2 separate regions of the Ovis aries genome follow, and region 2 is linked to region 1. The links are chromatin contacts, called in public Hi-C maps. All regions are on one chromosome and are shown on one strand. The core of a region is the stretch at or near the end of the contact, and the rest is flanking DNA. Distances in the headings are between cores, read along the strand shown. Region 1 holds the start of SLC26A8 (solute carrier family 26 member 8). Region 2 holds the start of BRPF3 (bromodomain and PHD finger containing 3).

Region 1 (7,195 bases), core at 3,027-5,526:
TTAAACACTTCTATCCTCGCAGAAAGTTCTACAGGACAGCACTGGAGACAGGAGAGACCGGGGCAAAAAGACCAGTCAGAGCCCTCTATTATTATGGCAGTCTGGCAGAGAGGCAATCAAGTCACAACTCAGGGACCACAGTCTGAGTGGCTAGGAGGGGTGGGTGGAAAGCTGTCTTCAAAGGGCTTACCATATAACTGGCTAAAGGCAGCAAGGGAAAACATCTTTCAGTTACTGTTTTGTTTCCAGCAGTCATCTCTGGAATTTCTTCAGTTCCACTAGTCTTTCTTGACTTCACAGAAAACCTACTGGCTTGTTTTCTTCACTAACACGACCCTTCTCTTTAAAGCATGATGATCAGAAGCTATTACTGACAAGTGGCAGATGCACTTTAATGTGGAGAAGATGATGCATTTCAGAAGAAGGTCATCCGAACCACACTGGTGGGATAATGACCTTTCAGCTGAGACACAACACAAGAGGGACTGTGTCTTACTGATTCCTAACATTCCCTGATGCTTCCTGCCAGCAGACAAAAACATTCAGGTGGGTGGGCCATGATCTGAACAACTTTAGGTTTCATTTTCATATTCTACAAAGGTGACATAATTTGGGGCATCTGGATTCACTACTAATTAATAGAAATTAATCTCTATAGCCCATACTTGGTCTTACAAACAACAGCATCATCTGGGAACTTGTTGGAAATGCTAATTCTCAGGCCCTACCTAACAAAACACAATTAATCAGAAACTCTGAGGATGGACCAGCAGTCTGTTTTAAGAAGCCCTCCAGATGATTCTGGTACACAGTGAAGTATGAAGACCACTGTAAATGTAGCTAATTATCTTTATTCAGTCGGACAATCAGGATTAAACTTGGAGCACTGTTAATATAGGCACTTTTGACCTAGCTCCTTCATCCACATACTACCCCTAACCATCCAGCCATCCACTGATTCTTTTACATAAGGTGCTAAAAGCACTTTAAAAGCCAAGAGTAAGATATTTAAACACAACCCAATTCAACCCAATTTTCTGTTACCCCAATTGATGTGAAATCCTGAAACTTAGTTTCAAGATTATCCTTTCATATGGTCGGCTTTCACGTGTTCTCTATAATCGTGGGAAAGGAAAATTCACTTTCAGAATTTCAAAATAAATATTTGTAATTCCATGAGAAAAAAACAGGCCTTTGCCCATTCTAACTATGCTTTTATGGTGGAATGTATGTGAAAAAGAAAGGCACAAGCAAAGGGCATTGCTTTCAGTACGTTTCCGTCACTTGGTCTGGTGGCTGGGGATGAATGATCAGAGGACAGCCCTCAAGGAGCTGACCATCCGACACACAGACAACTGCCTTTAATGCGACCTGGTGAGAGTATTACCAATGGGCTGGCTGGAGAGAAACTCATTGTTGGGCTGGGGATGTTGAAGAAGGGGCTGCTGCGATCCATCAACAGAACTTGAAAGGAACAAGGGGCTGAGAGGTGGGAGTAGGGACTCAGTTAGAAGGAACAAGAACGACACCAGTGAGGTCTAAAAAGCAGAAGGCGCGCAACTGGGCATCAAGCCTCGGGAGGAGGATGGCAGCGGGGTGCGTTGATCAGGGGGAGGCTCCGGCAGCAGGCCAGTTCTGGGGCTTATGACGGCTCAGACCAACGAGTGTGGAAGGAGTCAGCCTGCCAAACGCACGCGCCGTCTTTCCTCATGGACTTTCAAAAGCAGGGACCGCACAGAGAGAGAAGCTCCCAGGGAGGACAGTCATTCATTCATTCCGCAAACACTGACTGAGTGCCCTCGACGAGCCTGACCCTGCGGTGACAGTGGCCCGGGGACTTCCGAGTATAACGCCGGGGCCGGGGGGAGTGGTCCCCGCACCCAACGCCGGAGCCCGGGCCCCGCCGCCGCCACCACCTGAAGCCCCGGCCCCGGGCGGCTCCCTGGTCCCTCGGCTCACCTGGTTCCCGGGCTACGGCGGGAGGGCGGGCGCTGGAGCCGGAGGCAGCTCCGGCCGGGCAGGCGGCGCTGCGGACGCGGACGCCGGCGGTTCCCGAGCCGTTGCGGCCGAACCCGCGGGCCTCCTTGATGCCAGGCCTCGCGCGCCGCACTTGGCGTAAGTGATGCACCCTAAGTCTCCCGACAACTCTTGTGGACAGAAAACGCAGGAGGAAACTGGAGGCTAAGAGGGTCCCCGAGATCTCCAACCCCGACTGAAGGACGCCCTCCTGCCCAGCTCCTCCCCCCAAGACCCCTTAACCTTCTGAAGCTCAGTCCCTGTCACTGCCTCTCCCTGTGTCTGCATTCCCTCTTTGCCCAGTTGCAGTTTTCCACTTGCTTGATTACTGTAGTAATGTCTAATATATTATTCACTTTACCTACGGCTTTAAAAAATACATTTACGTCTTTATTTAGCTGCATCAGGATTTAGTTGCAGTAAGTGGACCTTCCATCTTCCTAGCTGCAAGTGGGATTTAGTTCCCCGACCAGGGATCAACCCAGGGGCTCTGCTCCAGGAGCATGGAGTCTGAGCCACTGGACCAACAGGGAGTCCCTACCTATACCGTTTGTAATCTGTCTCATCCCCAGAAGGGCAGGAATTTTTATGTCTTTCTTTAATTGCTGTATTATTGGTGCCAGAGCAATGTGGTAGATCTAGTAAGTGCTCAATAAATCTGTGTTGAAGAAGTGAATGATTGTGCCACTACTCACTGTAGGCTCCACGTAGGCAGCCGCTATCTGCCTTTCAACCAACTTCCCATTAGAAGTGCCTGGTACCTAGTAGGCATTCAATATATATTTGCTGAGTGAGTGAGTGTATTGCTCATCTTTATTCTTTTGCTCACTCTCATGTCATCATCCCAATTTGTTGGATAAATACATGAATTTCTTAGAATTCCAGCTTCCAAGTTTTCCCCCTTTTATCCATGCACTCACCTTGATCCCCTACTCTTACCTCTCATATCTTTACAGCTGCATTTTTGCTCTTGCTTCCTCCTACCTCCAATACTTCTTAGAAAGCTCACTATCTGCAGTTTGGCTTGGAACATTTTTAAGCAACATGTCTTCTAAGGCAAGAGAATCTAGGCTGTCACACTGAATCCAAAGAAAGCTTTCCGCAGATCACCTACGACCCTTGTTTTGGGTTTTATTTTATTTTTCCTTGACAGCTGAGGATCCTGCAATGCCACCTTAGTTGAGATCATGTCCTTGTTCATAATTTGCTCAGCAAATACTTATGGAGTAACTTCTATGTTCGAGGCCCTGAGCTAGATGCTGGGACAAGATAGGCAAAATTTGAGCACTTCAAGGGATGCATAACACAAAAGAGAATAGTCATGGATAGTGATGGGAAGTGTCCTGGCTTGAGCCCAGTTAGTTCTAAAAGAAATGACCAAGAATAAGATAGGGTCCAATTCTGCTTATTGAAACAAGTTTTAGGGTAGGAATAAGTTAATAGTGACATGAAGGTATGGGGTTATAATACCTTGCCCATTCACATTTATTATCTTGTTCAGCTTTCAGGTGGGAAATTTCAGGGCAGCAATTCTTTTTTGCATAAACTGGAACTAAGGTCTAAGAAAGGTCAATTGACTTGCCCAACAGGATACTGCCAGAAAACCACTATCTGCACTGTTCTTACTCTGAGAGGCATGATTACAATTCTTAAAACCCTCTTTGCTGGAAGCTCTTCAAGGTAGGAATCAGTTTCAAACCTTCAGGGTAAAGGTTTTAAAATGTTTCTCCAAGGGAGATACCAAGAACTTTTCTGAACCTGGCGCATTTTGTAAAAATGCACAGTCTTGGAGTCCCTCTGGGACCCATCTAATCAAACTCGCTGTTCATTTTTAAGCGCCCAAGGTGCTTCTTCTGCACGTAAAAGTTTGAGAACTACTAGAAGTGTCTGGGTGGAAAAACCTCAACCTTAATTCAGGGCTAATATTTACCTTTGAGACAGATTTCGTCAGCATTCCGAAGAGTAAGTGTATGTCCTTGAGCAGATGGGACTACAACGGCTTTCTGGCCGGAATCTTTCTCTTTTTTATGCAAGTACTTCTTGGAAATTGGGGGTTTTCCGCCGAGCAGGTGCTCAGCTGCTGGTGATTACCCACCGTTTAAAGGTCTTTTGGCTCTTTTCCCAGACACCCGATTGATTTGTCACTGTCTCTTTCCAACAGGGAGCCAAGCACTTGCCCCGCCGACCACGATGGGGCGCGCGCGGCCTGTATCGTCTGCTTCTCCGCTCCTTCCCGGGTCCGCCTTCGCGCGCTAAAGGAGAGCAATCCCTGGGAGTTCCTGCCTCTAGGGGCCAGCTGTTGCTCTCTTCTCGCGAGAATTACTTCTCCCAAGCTCTCCCTTCATCAACCCCCCTCCCGCGGGCAGGTTCCATATTGGGTAAAATCTCGGCTCGAGGAGAGGTCCGGGAGCTGTTCTCGCGAGAGCACGGCGGGAGGCTCCTGTTCGCTGGCTCTGGGAAAGGCGACCACTGGAAGCTCCGCGGGCGCTGCAGCTGGAGCTGTGACCCCGCCGCGCAGCCGGGAGTCGGCCGGGTGTGGAGAGAGCGCAGGGAGAGCTGGGCGGGGCGCCAGCCCAGGGCCCCGGAGCGTGCCCCGGCCCTTCGCAGTGCTTCCCCCGCCGTCGGTGAGGCGCGTCCAGCCGCTGCGGCTGACAGGGGCCGCGCGCGCGCGCGGGCTTCTTCAGGGTCGCCGCAGCCGCACCTGCGCGGGCGGCCAGCGCAGGGGTCCCCGCCCGGCCGGGCGGGCTACGAGGTCAGGGGAAGCGGGTGCGGGTGCAGGCGGGGCCCTGCAAGGGCCACCTCCTCGCCCCGCGGCCACCGCTGGAAGATGTCTCAGGAGAGGCCCACGTTCTACCGGCAGGAGCTGAACAAGACCATCTGGGAGGTGCCCGAGCGTTACCAGAACCTGTCCCCGGTGGGCTCCGGCGCCTATGGCTCTGTGTGGTGAGTGTCACCGGGCCGGGGGCCTCGCTGGGCCGGGTGTCTCCGTATGCCCTGGAGTCAGGCCTGCCCCCACGGCTCAGCAATGCACCCAGCGGCAGGAATTTTCCTTGGGGGGAGGGCATCCCAGCCCTCTTCGACCCCTGTCCTGCACTCCCTGTCCCCCTTGCACCCCCACCCTGCACGCCCACGTAGATGGTCAGCTGTGTGTAGGACGCAGGTCCGCTGTGGGCGGTGGGTGATGGTGTTGGAGCCGGGCCCTGACTCGCACCCTGCGCGTTCCCTTGGGGGTGGGGGTGGGGGTGGGGGGGCGGTGCTGCTACGGGGGCAGGAACAGGGGTCCCTCTTCGGAGGTCTCTCCCTGCTGGCATCGAGCAGAAGGACTCTCTCGAGATGTGCCTGCCCTCGGAGCAGACAAGCCCGGGAAGCTGCCCGGAGAAGCAGAAGGGCAAAGCTCGACTGCGGTCATCTGAACAAAACTGAGGACGAAGGGCGTTGAGTTCGGGCTTTTTTGCAAACCTCTGTCGAAATTGCATTTTGAGAAGGGTTCTTTTTGAATTCGCACTTGAATTAGCAGCTATCCAGGGAGCTTAAAATACCGACTTTATCTCGGTGAGCCCTGTGCCAGCTTGAGTGGTGTGTTTCCGATTCAGTTGAAAGCGTATTTCCTTTTCGCAGAGTGGGGGGTGGTGGTAGTGCCTGCAGCTTGAGAAGCTGGCGGCCTCGCTGATTAGTCACATACCACTGCTCATTTAAGTATTGTTTGACAAAACGATTTTCTCCTTTGGAGCAAGTGAGGTTCAGATCCGTTGGACGCCCTCAAGATCAAAAAGTTTTTAACAATGCTGCGATGTATTATAAATATTTTTTAATCGTGATAATTCTTGTGAAACACTGTGTTTTTAAAGTCCTTTAGAGGGTTTGCAGAGAACTTAATCTGCACTTAAGGCCTGAGAGGTACATAATGGTTTTCATGGGATATGGAATATATAGCAAAAGAAGGAAGAGACACTTTTCAGCTTTAATTCACACTATGAATGTCTTTTAAATGAAACGCTACTGTAAAATTTCCAGACTCAGTTCACTAACTTTTCTAACTTCTAAGGTTTTATACACTGTATTTTAGATTTTGTGTAATTTGAGAGCTGACCTGAAGCTAATTCATGTAATTCCTGTGCATGCATTATTTGCAAAGAGGTCTACAAAATTAGTTTTTTGTTTCGGGGCAGGTTCCAGGCTTTTAGACTTGGTAATCTTTGAATATAATTCCTGTGTTTCTTAAAGCCCCAGCATGAATTTCCTGTTTGGTAGAATCTTCTGGGTAATTGAGATTGTGCAATTGTGTCCAGCAACAGATCATATTGCGTTTTCTAGTTCAGGCTGCTTGAGTGATGTCGCTGATGGCCCTATGCTTGACATCTTTTTTCCATTTTTATAGCGTGCTGTTGATTCGCTAATTTTCGAAGATGTGTTTGGATCATTGCTGCTTTAATAGCTCACTTGTTTACGGCCAGTTTTCATTCTGGAATTGACACATTAATTTTTGTGGTACTGAATTTTTGTTTCCTATCATTGTTGTTTAAACTTTAGTGGAGTGATACGGCTCAACTGTGGGGAGTTAGTGAACTGCTTGCAAGGTTTCCCTACAGTTGATGTGAGTAACTCAGCCCTGGCACTGGAGATCCAGTGAAGTGCTGATAAAACATGAACTCCACATTTTTTAGTGCTTTATTTTTCTGGTTTATAGAAGCCATCAAAACTGACACTTGGAAGTAATTTTGTTAAACAGGTTTTTAAAAGTAGGTAGTACATTCACATTGTATAAAATGTAAAAGGCATAGAAAGACAGTGAAAAGTTTCCATTCTCTTTGTCCAGCTGGACTAGTTCTTTTCTCAAGAGACCACCCCTGTTAAGTTTCTTGTGTGTCTTTCTGTGGAGGCAGTTCTGCTAAGGTTGTTTAAGGTGTAACCTATAACATATTGGTGGAGAAAAATAACCAATATTATGTGACAGTTGACCGTAAACAAGTATAGTTGATTTTGGATTGAAAATATCAGAATTTACATTCACATGTGTTATCTCATTCAGAGTAGTTATTTCAAGTTGTTCTTTCAGTCAGCAGCTTTTAGGTGTGGCAGAAAAAAAAAATGTTTTTTAAACTTCTCTTAGAATCCACTTTGGAGCCTGTGTTATTTTTCACTCTCTTCATTTTTTTTTTAGAGCAGATTTGATTTTAGG
Region 2 (7,253 bases), core at 279-2,778, 140 kb after region 1:
CCCCCTAGCCTTAAAACACCTGACATTAATTCATACTATTTTACCATCACAGCTTTCAAAACAATGCCCTGCCCTTTCTTGGCTTAAAGGTTAAGAAAGTATTTTTGCTATTACTTTGTCAGAAGGTACTATCATGTAATCAGGAAAACATCTTTGTTATACAAATGAGCGTCTTTAATCAAACTTTCAAATTCAAAATACAATGTTTAAATTCCTTAGAATGATAAACATCTATACTTCAAAAGTTGCAGTTGGTTCAGTTCAAACATTTGGAAGACTTGGGTCCTAAAGCCTTTATTCTTCATCCTCTGACTCTACAATCTGTGTTGTTGATCATCAGAACCAAGCAAGAAACTGTGAGTCTTACCAAGCTGCACCACCAGCGCGGGCAGAGGTATCGCTTTCAAAACATGTCATTCATCTTCACATTTAAAGGCAGTCTATCCATACACCCTTTATAAACATCGTTAAATATTGGTGCTTAAGACTTCAGTCATATGCGGTAAGCTTTCCAATTTATAGGAAAAGAGGGGTGGCAAACGCGCCCTTTTCTTGAATTTATATACGAAAGCAAAAGCCGGGCTGATTTTTGAAACCTGAGAGTCTGAACATCTATTAGGAAACCGCTTTTGCATTAAATTAACCGACTCCTAGCCAACAGGTATAAGGAGAGTGTTTCCCGTGTCTATGGTGACAAATGAGTTACCAGACGTCCCTAAGTAAGACTGTCAAACTTCTATGTTTACGCTTTTAAAAACCCAGAAGGGAGAGGAAGAAAAGTCAGGTCTGATTCTTATAAAGGATGTCTGGTGGGGAATAAGACGCTCACCTGTACACAAGAGGGGCAGGCAGGTCTTCCCCGGTTGTCCTCACTGGGGGAAGGTATGGACATCGATAGACCTTTGTCCTCTGAACTGGAACACGGGGGTGGGGTGGGGACGACTTCTACAAGTAGTGCAGGCACCTGCACCACAGAAAAACTGCAGACCGATTTTGTCTTCAATGACTGCTCTTGGCTTAGAGACCCTCTAGCTCGGGGAGAGGGGCTGTCGCTCCAAACCTTAGCCTCCTCCCCCGCAGGGCTGGGGAGAGGGGATGACCAACCACTCTAAGAGGAGTTAGGGACTTGTGTCTTCCCCAGCTGGATCCGAACGTCCTCCAGCTCTCTGGTCGGGCTCGCCCCGAAGGAGGCGAGCCGGGCCGGGGTGAACCCGGGCTGCGGCGAGCGCAGATCCCGCCTTTGCTCCGCGCCCCTGCCGCGTCCGCACCGCCACCGTGAGGCCGAGCAGGGGACCGTGCCCTGTGGCGGCAGCGGCTCCGCGCTCCGCTCCGCACCGCCCCGGCCGCCGCCGCCGCGCCGGGTACGGGCGGGGGGATTTTTTTTTTTTTTTCTCTCCCCTGTTTTCCCTCTCGCGCTCTCGATCCCGTTCAGCGGGAGAGCCCGCGGAGCCATAGAGGGAGCGAGGGAAGGGGTGGAGGTGGCGGGGGGAGGGGGGGAGGCCGGAGGGGCGGATCCTGCCTGGGGGCTGATCCCTCCCTCCCCTCGGCCGGGCTCCGTGGCGGCAGCGGCGGCGGCGGCGGCTCCATTCCCCCTCCTCCCCCGGGAGCGGCGGCGGCGGCGGCCGGGCCGGGGCCCCAGCGCGGGCCGGGAGGGGGCACGGCGGTGGCCGCGGAAGCCAGCGCGGGAGGAGGCCGCGCTCCGCTCCCCGGGCCGCGCCAACCTGCTAGACGGCTGGCCCGCCCGCGCCCAGGGGTCCCGAACGGTAGGGCCGGGCCGGCGGCTGAGGTAATGGGGGCGGCAGCGGGGCCAGACGGAGCGGGGGCGAGGGCAGCAGGGCCTATGGAGATCAGGGACTGAGCGGGGTGGGGGAGGGAAGCGAGGGGCTTCCCGACAGGGACGAAGGCCGCGCGAAAGCTCTCTCCTGGAGCCAGGGTGGCGGCGGGGAAGGAGAAGGCGAGTGAGGGGGGGAGCTGAAAAGCGAGGACCCCCTCCCGCAGCCGCCATCTTGTTTTCCCCCCGGTCCTGGAAGCCAAGCCACCGAGCCCCGCCCCCTCCACACTCTCCAATTGGTCAGACCGGAGGAGATTTCCACCCCCTGAACGTCCCTTGGCCCCCCAGTTCCTCTTGACGGGTAGGTGAGGTGGCCAATGGGCTCTCGCCTGTGTGCCCCGCTCATTCGCAGGCGCTAGCTTTCTCTGTCTGAGGGTCGGACTCCGCGTCAGTCTGTCTCTGGCGCGCTCGCCCCCTCCCCTTTGGTGAGGAGATGTTATTTCCCTCCTTTCTCCGCTGAAGGATTAAGATTCTTCTGGAAGAGGTGCCCCTTTAAAGGGGCAGGGAGCTTTGGCTGGGGTTCTCTCTTGTCTCATGAGTATTTCGTGTGGGGTGCAGGGGCAACAGTCTAGTTGCAGAAGCTCGTTCTTCGAGGACCTGTGTGGAGTGGGCGAGGCGGGGCTCAGGGGGTGCCAGGTAGACCCCTGAGGGTGTTGGGAGGTATTTGAAGCTCTATATGTGGGAAGGGCTGTGTGGGATGAGAAACTCCCGCCAAAAAACTAGACTGTAAGCTCCTTGCGGGCGAAACTTCTTTTCCTCAGCAGCAGCCCTTCCCCCTCTGGAGTTTGCCCCCCAGCGTCTTGGGTAGGACAGCAGAAGTCTCTGTAGATATTGCCGCCCGGCTGAGAGAGACCCGAGCTACGAGCTGCCCAGGAGGTAGCAGATAGCGGGTAGGGAGGGGCAATATACCATGACTTTGACAAAGGAGGGGCTTCATCTGCTCTCTGGGCCATTTTGAGTTAGTACTGAGGTAGATTTTTACTCTGGAGGGGTCTCCACGCCATTGAAGGAGGGGGGAGGGTAATAAAGCAGGTCTGTTAGCGTGGGCTGCCCCCCAGGGAGTTGGCGTTTGTCAGGCATGGAGTGGCCAAGGGTCTCTGGAACCTGCACAGAATTGCTGTGATGATTCTCTTTCCTTTGGTTCCAAATACGTTTTGTGCTTGCCTGGCACTGTGCCTCAGTAAAGTTGTTTTTTGTTTGTTTTTGTTTCAGTCACACTTTGGGATTGAAAGGCATTTTGAGCAAGAATGGTAAGGGTACTTTATTAACAAGTAGCAACCCTTGAGAGATTAATTTCATTTTGCTGATGAAGTAGGGGGGCACAGAACGATTCAGTGACTTTCTTGGGGGTCACACTGGGCCAAGATTACAATCTGCACTGCCTCAGAGCCTCTTTTTGTACCAGACCATGACATCTCTGTGGTGTATTTACATCCTAGTGAGATGAATTGAGCAGATCAAAAGATCTGGGTTTGAATTGTAGCTTTATCGTTAACTAGCATTGTGTGGAATAATACCTTTCTGAGCTTCTGTTTCTTCATCTGTAAATTGGGGATGAGGATATCTATTCTACCTTCCAAAACAGTTGTGAACAGTATTAAAAGCAAAAGGGCTTTATAGAAAAGTGTGTTACATTATCATCACCATCTACACTTTATAAAGATGGTAGATCTTGCAACCAAAGGGGCAGATTCTGTTTTGTCTCCTTAAAATCATCTCCTTGTTCATAGCCTTCCAAGTCTCTGCTTATACCTCAGGGCATCATATCCTCAAAGGTCTTTTCTAGCACTGATAGCCTCAGTAATTGCAACCACAGCTCCTTCTGAGCTTGTCATAATTCTCTCCATCCCAGAAAACAATGTGAGAAAAATTTAGAGCTTTCTCCTTGTTGCACAGGGGTAGACGATGTATTTTGGGAGAGAGGGACTTTGAAGTAACAGATACATTGAGAGTTTATGTCAGATATTACCTTCATTATCTTGGCCTTGGGTCCAGTGAGAGTCCCATATAGGCCACTTGAGGCCACTCCCAGAGCTTCTGGGGTTTCTGCTTGGAGATGTTCTAACCAATGCATCATGAATGCTGTCTTTTGCAGAGAATACCCTGCACATTGTAGTTTGAAGTGCTTAGACCACATGTGGTAGACATTTCAGGTACCTTCACCCCGTTCACCCCTGAGTGTGATCAGGGGATAGGGTTTCTGATCATGGTAAGATCGATTGGGAAAGGGCTCTAGACCTATGATTTTTGATCCCCCATGGGGGCCACTGTTCATGGCTCTACACTGTTCATGTGTAGAGCTTATAAATGGATGCTATTCTTGTTTACTCCTTTCCTAAGCCTTAACCACCACCCCCGTTTTTCATAGTTAGCTGTCCCACAGCCTTATGTACATTATTAGAACGTTAGCTCTCTCCCCATGTTTCCCTGTAGTGATCTGTACTTTTTTGTCCCTTCAGTCAGACAGAGCTCCTCAAGGGTAGGGATAACGTATGTTTGGCTTCTCGTTTCATTCAGCTAACACTTGTTGGAGATACAACAGGAAACAAGACAAGCAAAAATCCTTCTCCTCATGGACCTTACATTCTAGTGCTGTACTGTGCTAAGTCACTTCAGTTGTGTCTGGCTCTTTGCGACCCAATGGGCTGTACCCTGTCAGGCTCCTCTGTCCACAGGATTCTCCAGCCAAGAATACTGGAGTGGGTTGCCATGTCCTTTAGGGGATCCCAGCCCAAGGATTGAACCTGCATCTCTTCTATCTTACATCTCCTGCATTGACAGGCAGGTTCTTTACCACCAGTTCCACCTGGAAAGCCCACATTCTAGTGGAAGGAAGAAAATATACATGGCAAATAAGTAAATTAAATAGCACAGCAAAAATTGGTGAGTGTAAGTAACAGTGAAAAACAAAGCAGGATGAAAGATGACTGATGAGGGAAAGAGATTTGCAGTTTTGGGTAGAATGGTCAGAGAGGGACTGACTGAGAAGCACTGTTTATGGAAAGGCTTGGAAGAGGTGAAGGAGCAAGCCATTATAAATGATGCCTGAAGGGTAGGGTGCTCAGGCTGAGGAAATAGCCAGTTTACCAGTGGCCACCTGATCAGAAGGAAAGGTGAATGAGTGCATGCGTGCCTAACCATCCAGCTCAGTCTCCTGGCCTTCTCTCCTTAGGTCTGTCTCATTGGTTCCCAGGTGCCATGAGGAAGCCTCGCCGGAAGTCGCGGCCGAATGCCGAGGGCCGGCGCTCCCCATCCCCCTATAGTCTGAAGTGCTCACCCACTCGGGAGACCCTGACGTATGCCCAGGCCCAGCGGATTGTGGAGGTGGACATCGATGGACGCCTGCATCGTATTAGCATCTATGATCCGCTCAAGATCATCACAGAGGATGAGTTGACTGCCCAGGATATCACCGAATGCAATAGTAACAAGGAAAACAGTGAGCAGCCTCAGTTCCCTGGCAAGTCCAAAAAACCCTCATCCAAGGGCAAAAAGAAGGAGTCCTGCTCCAAGCATGCATCTGGCTCTTCCTTCCACCTCCCGCAACCCAGCTTCCGCATGGTGGACTCAGGCAGTCAGCCAGAAGCACCCCCGCTGCCTGCTGCTTACTACCGCTACATTGAAAAGTCACCTGAAGATCTGGATGCAGAAGTCGAGTATGACATGGATGAGGAGGACCTCGCTTGGCTGGACTTGGTAAACGAGAAGCGGCGAGCAGATGGGTACAGTTTGGTGTCGGCAGACACCTTTGAGCTGCTGGTGGACCGGCTTGAGAAGGAATCGTACCTGGAAAGTCGCAGTAGTGGGGCCCAACAGTCACTCATTGATGAAGATGCTTTCTGCTGTGTGTGCCTGGATGATGAATGCCACAACAGCAACGTCATTCTCTTCTGTGACATCTGCAACCTGGCTGTCCACCAGGAGTGCTATGGTGTCCCCTACATCCCTGAGGGCCAGTGGCTATGCCGCTGCTGCCTACAGTCTCCCTCCCGGCCTGTGGATTGCGTCCTCTGCCCCAACAAGGGTGGCGCCTTCAAACAGACCAGTGATGGGCACTGGGCCCATGTGGTGTGTGCCATCTGGATCCCTGAAGTCTGCTTTGCTAACACCGTGTTCCTGGAGCCCATTGAGGGCATCGACAACATCCCACCTGCCCGCTGGAAACTAACCTGCTATATCTGCAAGCAGAAGGGGCTAGGTGCAGCCATCCAGTGCCATAAGGTGAACTGCTACACGGCCTTCCACGTGACGTGTGCACAGAGGGCCGGGCTCTTCATGAAGATTGAGCCTATGCGTGAGACCAGCCTCAATGGCACCATCTTCACAGTGCGCAAGACTGCCTACTGTGAGGCCCACTCACCGCCAGGTGCTGCCACTGCTAGGAGGAAGGGCGACTCTCCTGGAAGCCTGAGTGAGGCAGGGGACGAGGAAGGGCTGAAGGAGGCCTGTGAGGAGGAGGAAGAAAAGGAAGAGGTAGAAGAGGAGGAGGAAGGTGAAGGGCAGGGTGGGGTAGGTGGCCCCCTCAAGGGAGTGTCCAAGAAGAACAAGATGGCTTTGAAGCAAAGGATCAAGAAGGAGCCAGAGGAAGTGGGTCGAGACACGACCTCCACTGTCCCCATGGTCACTGTCCCACGGATACCCTCTTACAGGTGAGCCTGCCCAGGATGTCTCCCTGGGGACACATGGTTTCTTCTTGGGCTGGTGTTGGCCCTGAGCCAGACCTCCTTCCCTAATGTTGGTGAATTCCTGTTCTCTTCTGTGCTCTCAGATTTAGATTTCTCCTTTGGACCCTGGGCTCGCCCAGTCTGGTTTGTGGTTTTGATTGTGCCCTTCAAAGCAATGTATTTCCTTTGGTTCAAGGTGAGACACACACTTAAGTTGCTTAGAAACCCAGGCGACGGGATGTCTAAGGTAATATTTCAACAGGGCACCAGTGGCATTTTCGATAGGAGGTAATTCATTATTAGGACCATCCCATACATTTCTTGATGTTTAGCATCCCTGGTCTGTGTGAGTGCCATTCACATCTCCTCCCTAATTGCCTCATCTTTGTGACAACCTCAGATGCTCCCTACATACGTTTCTAGTAACCTTATGGGGATTGAACTACTTCCAATTGAGAACCTCTGTTTCAAAGGGTCAGTATGGGTATCTGCTGTCCAGAAAGCTCCATCCTGGGAATGATGGGGACTTTGCATAAGAGGGTTATTGTGTGGGAAAGATATGTTGTGTCTCCTCCTAAGAAACTTTTAGATGTAGAGGAAAGATCAGTTCTGCAGTATAACTAAGAAACTTTGGCTCCCACCAAGCCTGTTTTAAATAATCAGAGAGGTATCTGGAGCTGTTGGAGGGATGGGAGCTTGGCAGAGAAGCAAGAGACAGGGAAGATTTTCCATTGGAGGCTCATCTCATTGTTGATGTT

What was found. A called contact is a pair of places that touch in the nucleus more often than the background predicts.
Region 2: a contact with region 1 is called in a Hi-C map of liver, with 2.1 times the contacts expected there. The contact joins the promoter of BRPF3 here to the promoter of SLC26A8 in region 1. A contact is called at or near these places in 5 of 16 Hi-C or Micro-C datasets (blood, hypothalamus, liver and 2 more).

The regions. Positions count from the first base shown.
Region 1 is chr20:10,089,974-10,097,168 of ARS-UI_Ramb_v3.0, forward strand. SLC26A8 (solute carrier family 26 member 8) reads right to left here and starts at 4,277. Exons shown (of 20, transcript XM_060403123.1): 1 at 3,947-4,277. MAPK14 (mitogen-activated protein kinase 14) reads left to right here and starts at 4,842. Exons shown (of 12, transcript NM_001142894.1): 1 at 4,842-4,959. The coding sequence starts at 4,844.
Region 2 is chr20:10,227,921-10,235,173 of ARS-UI_Ramb_v3.0, forward strand. BRPF3 (bromodomain and PHD finger containing 3) reads left to right here and starts at 1,529. Exons shown (of 13, transcript XM_060403129.1): 1 at 1,529-1,763; 2 at 5,025-6,480. The coding sequence starts at 5,030. It overlaps LOC114109624 (a long non-coding RNA gene), which reads right to left and starts at 1,207. Exons shown (of 4, transcript XR_006057278.2): 1 at 830-1,207.